Linked DNA regions of Hordeum vulgare: region 2 is linked to region 1. Evidence: chromatin contacts called from public Hi-C data. All regions are on one chromosome and are shown on one strand. Each heading gives the region's core, a stretch centred on a gene start, on an enhancer-like site or on the middle of the called end of the contact. The rest is flanking DNA. Distances are from core to core; before and after follow the strand shown. Region 1 holds the start of LOC123444507 (DExH-box ATP-dependent RNA helicase DExH6-like). Region 2 holds the start of LOC123441929.

The links. A called contact is a pair of places that touch in the nucleus more often than the background predicts.
Region 2: a contact with region 1 is called in a Hi-C map of leaf, with 2.2 times the contacts expected there. The contact joins the promoter of LOC123441929 here to the promoter of LOC123444507 in region 1. A contact is called at or near these places in 2 of 6 Hi-C or Micro-C datasets (leaf and seedling).

What each region holds. Positions count from the first base shown.
Region 1 is chr3H:501,062,339-501,067,523 of MorexV3_pseudomolecules_assembly, forward strand. It overlaps LOC123444507 (DExH-box ATP-dependent RNA helicase DExH6-like), which reads left to right and starts at 2,897. Exons shown (of 15, transcript XM_045121237.1): 1 at 2,897-3,269; 2 at 4,341-4,431; 3 at 4,608-4,911; 4 at 5,040-5,114. The coding sequence starts at 2,912.
Region 2 is chr3H:501,317,619-501,322,803 of MorexV3_pseudomolecules_assembly, forward strand. It overlaps LOC123441929, which reads right to left and starts at 2,244. Exons shown (of 9, transcript XM_045118096.1): 1 at 1,930-2,244; 2 at 1,772-1,840; 3 at 1,633-1,686; 4 at 1,480-1,543; 5 at 1,269-1,361; 6 at 842-1,162; 7 at 683-728; 8 at 509-587; 9 at 16-418. The coding sequence starts at 2,244. The coding sequence ends at 326. It overlaps TRNAD-GUC (a tRNA gene), which reads left to right and starts at 2,823; the gene lies at 2,823-2,894.

The DNA.
Region 1 (5,185 bases), core at 1,647-4,146:
TCACAGCGTAACTGGATGACTATAAAGATGCTCTACACGTATCTCCGAAGGTGTCCGTTGAGTTAGTATGGATCAAGACTGGGATTTGTCACTCCGTGTGACGGAGAGGTATCTCGGGGCCCACTCGGTAATACAACATCACACACAAGCCTTGCAAGCAATGTGACTTAGTGTAAGTCATGTGATATTGTATTACAGAACGAGTAAAGAGACTTGCCGGTAAACGAGATTGAAATAGGTATGCGGATACTGACGATCGAATCTCGGGCAAGTAACATACCGAAGGACAAAGGGAATGACATACGGGATTATATGAATCCTTGGCACTGAGGTTCAATTGATAAGATCTTCGTAGAATATGTAGGATCCAATATGGGCATCCAGGTCCCGCTATTGGATATTGACCGAGGAGTCCCTCGGGTCATGTCTACATAGTTCTCGAACCCGCATGGTCTGCACACTTAAGGTTCGGCGATGTTTTATGCGTATTTGAGTTATATGGTTGGTTACCGAATGTTGTTCGGAGTCCCGGATGAGACCACAGACGTCACGAGGGTTCCCGGAATGGTCCGGAAACGAAGATTGATATATAGGACGACCTCATTTGATTACCGGAAAGTTTTCTGACATTACCGGGAATGTACGGGGAGTGACGAATGGGTTCTGGATGTTCACCGGGGGGGGGGGGCAGCCCACCCGGTGGAAGCCCATAGGCCTTAGGGGTGCCGCACCAACCCTTAGTGGGCTGGTGGGATAGCCCAAGAGGCCCTACGCGCACGAATCGAAGAAAAAAAAGAAAAAAAGGGAAGTGGAAAGGTGGAGAAGGACTCCACCTTCCAATCCTAGTTGGACTAGGATTGGAGGAGGAGGACTCCTCCCCTTGATTCGTCCGACCCCTTGGGGCTCCCTTGAGCCACAAGGCAAGGCCCCCCCTCCCTCCTATATATACTGAGGTATTAGGGCTGATTTGAGACAACTTTGCCATGGCAGCCCGACCACATACCTCCACGATTTTTCCTCTAGATCGTATTTATGCGGAGCTCGGGCGAAGCCCTGCTGGGATAGATCACCACCAACCTTCGGAGCGCCATCACGCTGTCGGAGAACTCATCCACCTCTCCGTCTCTCTTGCTGGATCAAGAAGGCCGAGATCATCGTCGCGCTGTACGTGTCGTCCGTTCGGCACTAGATCGGAGCGGATCGTGGGACGGATCGCGAGACGGTTCGTGGGACGGTTCGCGGGACGGATCGAGGGACGTGAGGACGTTCCACTACATCAACCGCGTTTCTAATGCTTCCTGCTGTGCGATCTACAAGGGTACGTAGATCAGAAATCCCCTCTCGTAGATGGACATCACCATGATAGGTATTGCGTGTGCGTAGGAAATTTTCTGTTTCCCGTACCACGTTCCCCAACACAACCTCCCACCTACAAATGAAGTTTGACTTAGGATAATGCTAGGACTTCCGTTATTTTGAAACAAAGGCAGTAACTCATAATTTACTAGTCAATTTTTAGATGGAAAATGATTGTTTTAAATTGGATGAAATTCCCCTCGCGTCAACCGCCTCCGCAAGGCGGCGCGTGTCCCGTGTGGGTCTGCCCACCGTTGTCCTCAACCATCCCTTATCTCTTCCCCGTGAAGCCCGTTCACAGATTTTCCTCGCGTGAGCTGCTTTTCCTCTTTCCTTCTTTCCTCTGCTCTGCTCGCTTCCTCCACACATCGCTCGCCGACATTAGTCCATGCCACCAAACCATCACCGCTGTTGCCCCAACCCCGACACCATGCCATGAGGGTGTGCTGCCGCCACTGCACTCGTCGCACAACTTGCTCTTTGCAGGAGCGGTGCCGCTACAAAACTGGTTACCGCGCCAATAGCTATGTCACATCCATCGTCGTCGCGAGCAATGGAGCGTCCTCGTCGGTGACACCTACTTCAAAGCAACACATGGAAGGAGCCACGTGCTGCGTGCCGACGGTCTGCAAACGACTCTTCAATAGGGCGCGCGGGCATTGTCGCGACGGAGGCGGCACACTCAGCCTTGTGCTTCTAGCAAGTGACGGTGCTGCAGCCAGCGGGCTCACCGGCTTTGTGCTAAAGCATCATCGGGGCTGCAATGGAGCCTTGTCGACGCTCGCGGGGTCGTTAGGCTGCAATGGAGCTTCACCAGTGCTGCATAGGCCCCCGTTGGTGCTACAATGGAGATTTGTTGACGCCGTAGGTGCTGCGTTGCAGCTTTTGTCTCGTTGCTGGGGTTGAAGTGGAGCTTCATCGATGTCGTCGGTGTTGCGTTGTAGCTTCGCTAGCATCGTCAGGTCTCGTCGCCGAGGATTGCAATGGAGCTTCGCTGCGCCATCGGGTCGGAGGTTGCAATGGAGCTCCGCTGGGGTCACGATGATGTTGTTATCTTTTCTTTTGCAGCGTGGTGGATACGGGAGAAAGGAGGAAGAAGACAGCTACGTTCGGTCGTTTGGTCTGACCGAACGTCATGCATGCGCCTAATCAGACGGCTAGGCAGAAAGATGTTTTCTTAGGATCAATAGGCTGATTCGTAGCAGCCACCATTTAAGATTGAAATTTGACTTAAAATTCGGAAGGGATTCATCAACAGAACGGAAGAAGTTCAACCTCTTCAACTCACTCGGCGGTAACACGGCACCACAGGTCCCACGCGAATATTCTCCTGTTATACTCGCAGTTTTTTTTTTTTTACGGCCTTTGTGTACTCGCAGTTTTTCTCCACCTGAGGGGAGGTACTCGTAGTTGCTTGTAAAGATCTCCGCCGCTTCCATGAGAACGTAAGCAGTTGGGGCCTGGCAGCAATGGCTGCTTGAAAGCCTTTGAACAACCCGGGCACGTGGCCCGCCTCAGACCTCTACCCACCGCGGCCCGGTCCTCATCGGCAAGAATGGCCCACATATCGGTCCATCAAACTCCAAGCCTGCACCAGCACCGCCCGCCCCTCGCACAAATCGCACCGCCACCACGTTGCCCTAGAAGGTTTCCCCCCGGTCCACCCCAGCAGCACACAAAGGGCAAAGCGACCGCAGCGGGAAGCCGCCAGAGCGGGACCCGAACCGGCCGCCGCGCCGCCGCCCCACCGAACGCAGCCGCCGCGCCGCCCCCGTCCCCGCTCCGCGACGACGGGATGGGGCGAAAGGGGCCCAAGGATAAGCTCACCGCCAGCGCCCTGGCCGCCATGAGCGAGGAGACGAGGGTCCGCATCACGACGGTGCTTGAGGACTTCCGCGCCTCCGACGCCCACGGTTCGCGCCATTCGCCTTCCCGTCGCATTGGACGTTCCCGTTCCTGTAGGCGCCTAGCGTGCTCTCTCCTTGTTTCGGTGCGATTCCGTTGTGCGCTGCGGATACGGCACGCTCCGTGGCCAGTGGGGGCTAGGGTTTCAAGCCCTTCGAGCTTATGATTGGGGGCTGCTCATCTTATCATAGTATCGCCAATCTAGTTCCGCAGCCGTTATTCTGGGCACTCGTCCTTCTTTTGTTGCGCGCCCGTTGCTTCGACTTGTTTTGCTAGCTCTGTGGTGTACTTGATGGCCAATGTCACCAGCGTTTCTAGCTTCACTGCTGGTCCAGAGTGTGGCAGCATTAAACTGTTTAATGCTGCCACAGTGCCTATCCTGACTGTGGTTAATCGGTCATAAGGAAGGTGAATGCTCAATCAGTCTTCTTTGTTGCCACTACATGTGCTATTTGTAGCAATACTAGTTTTACAGTTTCCTTCTAGATAAGTTAGTCTGTTTTCTAGCAAAAATAGCCTCTCATAGGTCACGTGGTGACATCATTGACTTAAAAAGGAACCTGGTAGTGTTTTTTCGTTGATTTGCAGTGTCCCATCTTTTTTTCTTTTGAGAAACATTCCAGATTATTGTTGAAAATCTATGCCCACTACTAGGCTGGTAACATAAAATTGCCTAACTGGGTAACAGGGTTTGATATTAGTTGGTTGTAAATATATAAGTCGGGGTTATGCTTTCATAAGGTAGTTGCAGAAGCTTAAATGGTCTTCACGATCTTCTTTTAATCATCTGTAGAGCCGTTGCTCGCTACCTTATTGCTACACCAAGGTGTGCATGCCAAGCTTATGATATGTTATGACTACCATGTGTTCTGATTTTCATTTCATGTTCTGGACCCCATTTCAGTTTTATCACAGCCCCCCCATATTTTCTGTTATGGATCTCCTTAATTGTATTATTTGCCACCTCTACCACTGGTATCTTCTGTTTATTTTATTGTATTGTCCTTCATTGAAGCATTCATGGTATTCTTTTCTGTGTTATACTCTGAGCAGAGAAGCTACACATTTTTAATTTGCAGAGTACACATTCGAACCTGGTCTTACCAATCAAGAACGGGCCGCAGTCCATTCTATGTGTAGAAGGATGGGCATGTCATCAAAGAGTAAAGGGTGAGTTATTTCTTAACTATAATGGATGCATTTTGCAGACTTCTTTCGGTGAAGTGCTAATCGATAACTATGTTTGATCTATCTTCTCTTCATTAATCTTCATGCTGACATATATTTGCAGTATCGACTTTACTTTTTACCTGGTGTTTGTTCTGAATTCTATTCATTAACCGTAGGAATGGGGAACGGCGATGCCTTTCTGTTTACAAAACTAAAAACACGCAGGGGGCTGGTAAAGAAGAAGGCCCTAGCAAACTTGGACTTTCTGAAGAAGCAAGAGAAATTTTGCTAGATCTGTTTACACACTATCCTCCTGATGATGCTGAATTGAATGGTGACGCTGTCAAGAATCCTGGCGATAAGGCTGTTAAAATTCGATGGAAGACAGATAATGCCTTTTCAAGGCCAGCTATGCAGAAACATGATATAGCAAAGAAGGCCGAGATGCTTACGTCTAAATTAAATGGACAGTTGAGGAAGGTTGTATATTCTTGCTTGACATGTTCCTTTTTTCACCATTTGATTTTGCCAGTCCCGGAATTCTTCCCTTATACCTGGCATATGTGGTATTTTTGAGTTGGTGCTGAAAGTTGCACACATGTATACAGATCGGTGAAAACAGATCCAAACTTCCGATTGCATCCTTCAAAGATCACCTTTCTTCTACCCTAGAAAATCACCAGGTATTGTTCTTTGTGCAAAACTATGCAAGACTGCAAAACTACTGAAAGAGATAATTCAATTTGGAAATGAG
Region 2 (5,185 bases), core at 994-3,493, 250 kb after region 1:
CTGAATCTTAACTGTAGTGGCTCATTATCTTACCATTGCAAGTAAACCCTGTTCAATCTTGGTGTGCAGCTCTGTAGCTCACCGTTTGTGATCACTACCATGTGTTACCCCCTTTGATCTGTTTTCTATTTATCGCGCAAAATCGCCTCGATTACAATAAGGAGCGTAAAACACAACCTGCTCCAGGGTCTATAATCTATATCTGACAGGAGCAGTTCTTCGTGTGATATTGAAATGGTGATTATTCTTTTCTTTTGTGATAAAGTGCACATAATAATACTCTGCTGTGGTATAAATTGCGGCAACAGGTGTGTGTTTGTGTGTGTTACGTGAGGCTACGGCTAAGCAGGCCCTGAAACGAGACGAAGAGGTCCTTGTTCTCTGCGCCGAAGATCTGGTCCGCCTTGTCGAGCGTCTCCTGCACCAACACCACAGCAATATTGTACTATACCTCAAGATCTGAATCCGAAAGAAACCACGGATCGAGCTGGAAAGCGTTCCCAGTTACCTCTTGGGATTGCCGGTGAGCGTTGAGCTCCTTGATGTTGGCGAGGAAAGCAGCAAACTGTTCGTAGGACAGACGGCTCCTGAGGATGAAGAAAACAAGGAGGGAAATATCAAATAAGTTGATGCCATGCCATGTTTTTTCTGTCAAAACAAAACGAGAGGTAGCGAGTGGTACCTTGCTTGACGGAAGAACTCCTTGCCATCTATCCTCGTCGTGCGCCCTGAAAAAAAAAAAAACAGAGCGCGCAGAAAATGAAGAACAATCTCCACATGAATGCCGACGAACTCTTGTGTGGAACAAAGATGGGATCGAGAACCTTCGTTCTACCTCTACCTGAGACTGAGTGCCCACGAGGGGGCGAGTTGGCCGCAGAGGACATCTTGCTCGACGGGAGCCACGCCGACATGGCCATGTGGCCTTCGAGCCGCGGGGAAGTGGCGGTGCCGGCGCCGCTGCTGCCGGAGGACAGCTTCGGCGACACGGCCGTGGAGTACCGTCTAGGGGAGGAGGCGCGGGACGTCAGCTTCGGGGACACGGCAGTGGAGTATCTCCTGGCGGAGGCGGCGGAGGAGGACCTCTGCTTCGGCGCAGGGTCGGCGATGAGGCGCGGAGTCATGTGCGTGATGGTGAGTTTCTGCTCGAACGGCCTTGCCACTGTCAACGTGCACGGGAAAGAAGCACCGTAGGGCTGTTGAGAACTCTGTCGTTGTGCTACAGATAGGTACGTATATTAGTAGAAATGTTGTTGATCGTTGCATACCTTCCTGGTTTACGCTTTCGGCTTCGGATGATCCGTCGGCGGCTCGGGTGGTGGATGATGCAGGAGCAGCAGGATTATTGCTCGCCGATGCGTCTTCGGGGATGCCGCCAGAAGAATTATTAGCACAGATGGAATGAAACACAATGAGCTGCTAGCTAGGGATGAAAATTGTCCAAGAGGAAGGGCAGCGATCATGTATATGTATATATACCTCTCCAGGAACTTGCTTTGGCGACCGATTGCTCGCAGGTTCTGATGTCCACTGTTTCCTGGCTCTGCAGAGCACGAGACACGTGATGATTCATGAGTAATACTCGTATTAGCAATGCATTATGCATACAGAGGATCAGAGAGAGGAGCTTACTGAAGAATTATCATCGCCTAGTGACTGCATCAGGTGCCTCTTGAATGTCTCCAGCTGCAAGTGGAAAGCCACCAGAAAAGTTACTAATGAATGCTGCGAGGAGAAGAGCCGTGCGACCGCAGATCACAGATGGCGTCACCTTGGCGAGGTCCCTGGCCAGCTTCCTGGACGTCTGGACGAGCGAGTCCCTCTCCTTCACCAGCTTAGCCTTGGCGGCAGGCAACAACAAGAGCAAGGACAAAAAACCTCAGCACCAGCGAAACCGAATTAGCGGCGAGGCGACCGAGGTTTACGTACGTTGTCTTGGAGAACGGTGCGGAGGCGGGCGTCGGCGTCGCGGAGGGCCTGGTCGAGCGCGTCGGCCCTGTCGGCGAGCTCGGCGGCGAGGCGGTCCTTGTCGGCCAGCTTCTGGCGGAGGCGCGCGGCCTCGTGCTCGAGGCGGGAGGCGCGCGCGGCCACGGCCGCGGCGGTGATCTTGCGGGCCACCTCCAGCTGGTCGTACGGGTCCGGCGGCAGCGCGGCCGCGATGGCCTCGGACAGCCCGGCGCCCTCGGCGGGGGTAGGCGGCGCCGGCGGGGCCGCGCCGGCGTGGGCGCCCGGGGTCTGCGTCATCGATCGGGCGACTGGGGTTGGGGTTGGGGTTGGAATGGAGCGCAGTACGTGGTGGTGGACTGGTGGTGGTGAGATCCGAAGCGGGGAGGAGGGGGTTATCGGGGGGCGGGAAGGGAGCAAGGAAGGAATGTGGTGCTGGTGCTGGTGCTGGTGGCGATCGAGGACGAGGAGAGGAGCCGCGGCCATCGCTTGCGTTTGAATAATGAATAGGCGCCCTGCACGTGGGTTTCCGCTTTGGCTCTTGGAACGCGCCTACCACGTACATCCGCGGAAGATACGAGAAATCCCTGCGAAACAGCTACGGGAGTCGGGGATAGGTGGTCCGTGGTCCGTGCTCCAAGTCTGTAGATATCTTCCCGGCCGTAGGTTTTGCATTTCCGTTGTCGATGGAGGCACAGTCGACCGTGCATGGCCGGCCGCCATGAGGCTCACTCTTGACTCTTGAGCGTCCGGGGCATGCCATGCCATTCATGGAGACACTGCTATAGGCCTACAGCTGGTCGCGACTGGCATGGTAGTACGTATGTTATTTGCAGTGCAGTGAAGTACATGAAAAAACACCGGGTAGGTATTGATCAGTCGTTGTAGTATAGTGGTGAGTATTCCCGCCTGTCACGCGGGTGACCCGGGTTCGATCCCCGGCAACGGCGTTTTTTCTTTTCGGCTTGATGGTACGCAACGGCGTTTTTTCTTTTCGGCTTGATGGTACATTGGTCGATGTGGGCTCATTGGGCCGCACACCGAAGCCCGGTAGATAGCGGTTTAATTGGTCGATGTGGGATCATTGAACCGCATACTGAAGCCCGGTACTCTACAAAACATGAATTTGTCTTTTTATATATAAAAGCCCCTCAAAATTACTATATGAAAATCATTTCACTAATTTTATATAATCAGTTTAATAATTTATTAAAGAAAAAATGTTAGATTCAACCGGCTGATTTCACGCCTCCTTAAACCGTTTGCTTTGCTCGCCACGTGTTCACTAAACCTACCCACCATTCGTGAATTCCCATCCTTATTTTCAGCCACACACGTGAAAGCACCCACTCCTTATCTCTTTTCTTCAGATCCCTTTCATCTCCATCGCGACTCTCTACCACTGCTCCTCACCATGGCCATGCTTCTGCTTTCTTTGCCGCTACAGCTGCTGCTCTGAGACCCGTCTCAGGTGGATGAGGGCGCCGGACTACAGACGGCCAGCTGCTGGCTTGTCGCTAAAGAGGGGGAGGGGGGCTAACCCGCCCGTGCTGCAAGGTGGAGCGCCCGCACGGAAATGCAATGGAGCGCGCGGTGCTGGGACGGTGAATGTAGAGAGTGGCCAACGAGAATGCTGCAACTCCGGCGATGCTGCCTTGAAGCTGTTGGGAGCAACGCCGGGCCGTCGGAAGAATAGCCGACGCAACAATGAAGGTTCGTCGGGACACGCCGGTGATGCGTTGGAGCTTTGTCGGGGCTGAAATGGAGCTTCGTCGGACGCGTCGGTGCTGCGTCGGAGCTCTGCTGAAGCTGTAATGGAGCTTCGCCGGATGTGTGGGTGCTGCGTTGGAGCTCCGTCGAAGCTGCAATGGAGCTTCGTCGGATGCTCCGGTGCTTCGATGGAGCTCCGCCACTGCTGCAATGGAGGTTCACTGGACGTCATCGGTGTTGCGTTGGAGCTTTGCTGGATGACAACGGTGCGCAAGAAAAGTTACAGTGGAGTTGGGTACACGTTGTTGCACTGAAGCAGTCGCACGTCTACTGATGCCGTGGCGTTGCTGTAATCCAACGGCCACTAGCAGGCAGATCAAACGGCTGTCTAGACGGAGGATTCTTTCAAGAAATCATCTGGCTGATTCGTAGTAGTGGCCTTTGTTAAATCTTTGAATATTGTAAAAAGATAATTTAGAGAAAAGTTATTGTATGTGCAAAGAAATTATACTCACATACATCTTGCGAAATTCTAGTGTCGCTTTTATTCTTTGTTAGTTGGATTTTAATTTTAGTAAGGCAATAGTTAGCAACACAAAAGCTACGAGAAAATGGGATTTGCGGGAAACAAAACAATGGTAACTAGATGATGCCCGGCGCGTTGCTGCGGAACTCAAGCCAATAAAATCATAAGATAAAGAATAGAAATTTTTATATAATCATAATTGCTAGTTACATGAGAAACATAAACATATGTAAGGCCTCTTTGCCAACTGATTACTTGAACATGTGTTAGTTTGTTCCTTTGATGTTTGCCTAGACTGGCTTTGCTTTTTATTGTTTTGTATGACATAGATACATGTCCTTGTCGACATGACAAAACAAATATCTACACACACAATCCCGCTAAGAAGGCGATCGCCAGGAATTGCCCCAGCGACACCGGCCGCCACCGGTCCCTGCCTCCTCCGTTGCCCACTCCGGCGACGTGAGGAGGTGGGGACCACGGCGCTGTGACACCGGCTTGTTGTTAAGGTTAGTCTAGTGTTTTCTTGGGACGCCGTTGGGGTGGTGGGAGCGGCGTCCGGGCAAATAAATCTGCCTCAACTCTATTCCCACACCGGCGGCGACCTTCACGGCGGCGTCTTGGAGTTGATGGCAACGTGTGCTGCTCGGTCCTTCAGATCGGCGGCTTGGTCTTCTCGCCGTTCTTCAGATCCGGCGAGATCAGTTTCTCGGTCTGTCGCTGGCGTTCGTGGTTATTCGCGACGGCGCTGGCGGCCGGGGCGAGGTGGTTCTTCTGGAGCGAGGATGTCGGTCCGAAGGTGGTGGATCTGCCGTTCCTCTCCAACTTTGTTGATGGGAGACGACAAATCTTGGTCCAAGACAGAACGGGGACGTCCCTCGGTCGACGTGCCACAGCGACATGTGCCTTGCTGCGTGCAGCGGGCCTGTTCATCGACTCACAAAGACTCGTTGGCGATGGTGCTTTCTCTGATCTTGGGATGGTGGAGGCTCGGCGTCTCTTCCG